Linked DNA regions of Danio rerio: region 2 is linked to region 1. A link is a contact called in public Micro-C data. All regions are on one chromosome and are shown on one strand. The core of a region is the stretch at or near the end of the contact, and the rest is flanking DNA. Distances in the headings are between cores, read along the strand shown.

What was found. Hi-C and Micro-C count contacts between places; a contact is called where the count stands out from the background.
Region 2: a contact with region 1 is called in a Micro-C map of caudal fin, with 2.4 times the contacts expected there. The contact joins two enhancer-like sites. A contact is called at or near these places in 2 of 18 Hi-C or Micro-C datasets (caudal fin and embryo).

The regions. Positions count from the first base shown.
Region 1 is chr4:4,775,478-4,778,177 of GRCz12tu, reverse strand. All of the region lies in intron 1 of ntf3 (neurotrophin 3), which reads left to right. Among named protein-coding and RNA genes, the nearest start is that of ntf3, 15 kb to the left of the region's middle. Within about 2 kb of position 1,392, at least 5 of the 62 cell types and tissues checked have an H3K27ac peak or open chromatin away from gene starts, as enhancers often do. A contact at or near this core is called in caudal fin, where this site is marked.
Region 2 is chr4:4,834,214-4,836,913 of GRCz12tu, reverse strand. It overlaps a transcript of ntf3 not described here. Among named protein-coding and RNA genes, the nearest start is that of tbc1d30, 33 kb to the left of the region's middle. Within about 2 kb of position 1,278, at least 2 of the 62 cell types and tissues checked have an H3K27ac peak or open chromatin away from gene starts, as enhancers often do. A contact at or near this core is called in caudal fin, where this site is marked.

The DNA of each region.
Region 1 (2,700 bases), core at 143-2,642:
AAAGACGTGTGGTATGGGTGAATTGGGTAGGCAAAAGTGTCCATAGTGTATGTGTGTGTATGTAAAAGTGTATGGGTGTTTCCCAGTGATGGGTTGCAGCCGGAAGGGCATCCACTGTGTAAAAAGTATGCTGGATAAAATGGTGGTTCATTCCGCTGTGGTGACACCTGTTTAATAAAGGGACCAAGCCCAAATTGAATGAATGAATGGGCAGGAATTGAATAACTGATTAGCCAATCCCCATAGACAAGAGAAAAATTAAGTAGTGACTGCAGGTTGAAGGAAAATAGTGGAGTAAAAGTACCGATGCAGCACTAAAAATGTACTCAATGCAAAATAAAAGTGCTTGTACTACCAAGTAAATAACAATTTCTGAGAAAAACTACTCAGTTACAGTTGGTTACTTTACACCACTGTCAATACTGAGGAGCACAGCGTGCCGCCCTAAACATTGCGTTAAATGGTGCATTGGCTGGCGTGAAGGCTGTTGCTAATCTCAGGCCAATCCTTCAGGAGTTAAAAGCTCAGGGAGTTGTAAGCCTCCTTGGCCTCCAGTCTTAGATGATGTGCGTAGGTGGTGCACAAGCCCGAATGTCGAGGCCACTGACACAGTGCTGTGAGAGATTAACACCTGTCAGATATGGACATGCTACTGTGCCGCTCCGAGGTTAAATCCAGAGTGCAAAATGAAATAAGAATGCTAAACAAAGCAGCCCGCGTCTTTCAGTAACACTTGATTGGTGTTGCTAAAATGAAGGAAACCTCAAGTGTTTATGAGGATTAATCCCGAGGCAAGCGCAGAGCTGTGCATCGAGTGGCCTAAACCAGTTAAAGGAGATCAGGGAGCAGATTTTGACGCCTAATGCTCCCGTGTCCTGGAATACGAGTTCACAGAGAGTGCTGTTTTATGTCCCTTCATATTATGTCATTTTCAGATGCTAACCGATATAGCAAAGAGCTCTTGTTTCCCAATGAAAAGAGCTGCTAATTTAGAAAAGGTCTGTGCATTGGTATCACAAGACTCGGGTTATATAAAAAGCGATTCCTTTTTGCTGAGATCAGACTGATTGCGGAGGACAGTCTGTGTGTGTGAATGAAAGGACTTTCTTGAGGTGCTTTTCTTCCGAAACTGATGGACTTGCGAGCTCTTAAACAATGCTGGCCTGTGTTTGAGATGAAAGTATTTAAGGCGGTTGTTAGGTTGTTATCTATCGCCTTCAGCGCATGGCTGCAGAGGAGCCGTCCTAGAGTAAACAGGAGCCAGGGGTGATTTTTAAAAACAATACATCCCTCTGATCCGGTAAAGATCAGTCCACTCCTAGAGCAAATCTCCATTTGGTCTCAACCAGACACACATGTGACGACCTTTTAATGTGCGGTATGTGTTATTCATTGCATAATTTGAACGCCCTCAAGTCACGCAGTCGTGCTGACAATGACGAGTCTTGGCGCGCTTGTACGTGTCCAATAGCTAATTGCTTTTGGTAATCGAATGACTTTTCGTAATTATTCAAAGTCTTCCTTCTCCGACCTAGTTTAAATGGATTAGGGCATCAGCAAATTTGGGCATTCCTAAGAAAGCAACCGAGTCAATTAGCGGCTCTGTCAGCTGACTCGGCCAATCAATGAACTTACAGTGTCATTCCAGGCGCAGGCTTGGTGTGGTTTGGCTCGCGGTTGTGTGTGTGTGTGTGTGTGTGTGTGTGTGTGTGTGTGTGTGAAAATACCACCCAAGGAAATGGTCGAAATCATTCATCACTGGCACTGAAAATCATCCGTTACTTTCATTTCATGCTTCATTTGGGTCAGGGGTAAGAGCGTGTCACAGGGAGTCATTTATAACGCTGTGTCTAATTAGACTGTAGTGGTCGCTTTGTTTTACAATGTGAGGTACCAAAAGAAGGGCGGTGTTGCAATGCCATTGATGAACAGTTTTGGGTTCCCTACACTCAAAAAATGCTTGTTTAAACTACACTGAAAAAAGTGTTGCATGCAGAACTGTTGCAAACAATTTATTTGTGTTGAATTTAAACAAACAAATTAAATTGAATAATGTTCAACTTAATTTGTTTGTTTCAATTCAACACAATTAAATTGTTTACAACCACTTAACATAAAAAACTTAGTAAATCTAAGGAATCATCTTTGAATAATTTTTTTTCAGTGTAGTTATTTAAAATAAGTTGAAACAACACAGTTCTTAAGGTTTTAGGGGGGCGACTTCAATGTTTTCAACACAATCTCACGGCAATTCGTAACTTTTTGATTTAGTGGCTAGTTCGTATGAATTTATACGATCTAATTCGTACATTTTAATACGATTTGCTCATCCCCCAATGACGGTTGGGTTTAGGGGTGGGGTTGGGTGCCACGCCTCCTTTTTAAAATTGTATAACTTCGTACGACTGAACTTGTATGAAAATTTGCCTCTAAACTGGCAAAACGTAAAATACTTACGTTTTCTCGTGAGGTCAGGCTGATGTTTTATGTTCAATCCATCTAAATTGGTAAAAATGGTTAAGTTAGCTTACTGATTTGTTTTGGGAACTTGAAGGAACTGCACTGTAAAAGGAGATTAGTAGCTTAAAACGAGTAAAACCATTTGCCCTAAAAGCAACAGGTTAACTTTACAGAAATAAAGTAAGTAAACTCATTGTAACTTGGAACTGTTGAGTTGACTTCATTTTTATAATTATGCTA
Region 2 (2,700 bases), core at 29-2,528, 59 kb before region 1:
AATTCTGAGTTTACATGTTAATATCCTGACTTTTTATTTGAGGAATTCTGAGTTTACCTGTTGAAATCCTGACCTTGTAAACTCAAAATTCCAACATTACAAGGTCAGGATTTCAACAGGTAAACTCAGAATTCCTCAAATAAAAAGTCAGGATATTAACATGTAACCTCAGAATTCCGACATCAAAAAGTCAGGATTTAAATTTGTAAACTCAGAATTCCTGGATTAAAAGGTCAGGATTACAAATTATAAACTCAGAATTCCGACATCAAAAAGTCAGGATTTCAAATTATAAACTCAGAATTCCGACATTAAAAAGTCACGATTTTAATATGAAAACTCAGAATTCCTGGAATAAAAGGTCAGGAATTTAACATGTAAACTCAGAATTCAAACATCATTAAGTCAAGATTTTAATATGTAAACTCAGAATTCCGACATCAAAAGTCAGGATTTTAACATGTGAACTCAGAATTCCGACATCAATAAGTCAGGATTTTAATATGTAATCTCAGAATTCCTGGAATAAAAGGTCAGGAATTTAACATGTAAACTCAGAATTCAAACATCATTAAGTCAAGATTTTAATATGTAAACTCAGAATTCCGACATCAAAAGTCAGGATTTTAACATGTGAACTCAGAATTCCGACATCAGTAAGTCAGGATTTTAATATGTAATCTCAGAATTCCAACATCAAAAGTCAGGATTTTAACATGTAAACTCAGAATTCCTGGATTAAAAAGTCAGGATTTTAAATTATAAACTCAGAATTCCGACATCAATAAGTCAGGATTTTAATATGTAAACTCAGAATTCCTGGAATAAAAGGTCAGGATTTTAACATGTGAACTCAGAATTCCGACATCAATAAGTAAGGATTTTAATATGTAAACTCCTGGATTAAAAAGTCAGGATTGAAAAAGAGAAATTCAGGATTGCGAGATGTAAACTCAGACTTCAGATAACAATGTCAAAATGATAAAATGTGAACTTGTAATTCTGTGAAAAATCCAAGGTAAAAGGTTATAAAGTTTGCAACTGTATTCTTTTATCCAGTGACATTAACAAGCCTCCACAACCTTCAGTCCATTAGGTTTTGTGAAAGAAAACTAGTTACCCTTTTAGTTAGATTTTATTTGATGTCTTCAGCTTATTTTGAGCTGCATGGCTTCTCGCTTTCACTTTCTCATTCATTGGCTTTCTCTTTGCACAGCAGAAGTTGCTCCTGTCACTCCACGACACAAACACAATCATAACATGTCAATGTAAAGAGCAGACAAGTGCAGACAGGGCTGTTCTCTGGGGTAATAATAACTATAATCAAGCGGACGTGCCCACTCCCTGACTCATCTGCAGGAAAACTCATATACACACCGAGAGCTTTACCCATGCGTTCAGCTAATGGACATTTAATAGGCTGATCAAAACCAATTATCAAGACCAGACCCTGCAGGCACCTGTCAGATTTGGGCTTTTTCATGCTGATGCTAGAAAAACATCTCAAAGTGCTTGCAAAGTCTCTCTTTTGCATCATTTTCTCTATTTGTGTGCTGTAGGTTTTATATAAGTTTTATTTCTTCTCACAATAAGCCATGAATCTTCATTTCAGCAGCACTAAACTACAGAGATTTATAATATATGTTTCTAAAGTTTCTTACTGAGGGATTTGTTCATGCATAATTTCCCTGATTATATACTACACTTTATTATGCAAATTAATATGGAATTAAAATTAGTAAAATTTACTTTGTAAAAAGCTTTATTCCAATTGGTCAAAAATGTAATGAAATTCAAATTAAATTAAATTCAAATAATTAAATTAAATAAAAAAAATTACAAATAAAAAAGGAAAAATAAAATATAAAATAAAATCAATCGTAAAATCGAATCAAATGCATGGAAAATAAAATAATAAATAAAAATATTTAAAAAATTAAACAGTTAAATTAAAAAAAAAATTAAATAAAAAAATACAAATGGAAAATTAAAATAGAAATAAAATAAAATGAAATGAAAACAAATAAAATGGAAAAAATAACAAATTAAAATATACAATTAAATGACATTAAAACAATTAAATTAAATAAAAAAGAAAATGAAATGAAATTTAAAAACTAAAAATGAAATGGAAAAATTAAATAGAAAATCAAATAGAATCAATTAAAAAATAAAATAAAATGGAAAATAAAATAATAAATTAAAATATAAAATGAAATTAAAACAATTAAATTAAACTAAAAAGGAAATCAAATGAAATAAAAAAATGGAAAAATAAAATAGAAAAAATAAAAATAAAAAAATAAAATGGAAAATAAAATAATGAAATGAAATAAAAACAATTAAATTAAATAAAAAAACTAAATTGAATTAAATAAAAAATTACAAACAAAATTGAAAAATAAAATAATAAATAAAAATAAAATGATACATCAAATAAAACGGAAAATCAAGTTAAATAAAAATTACAAATAAAATGGAAAAATAAAATAGAAAAATAAAATGGAAAAATAAAATGCATAATAAAATCAAATCAAATAAAAAATCAAATAAAATCGAAAATAAAATAATAAATTAAAATATAAAATAAAGTATAAATTCAAAAATAAAACATAAAATTTATATATATATATATATATATATATATATATATATATATATATATATATATATATATAATAAAAAATAAATAACAATAAA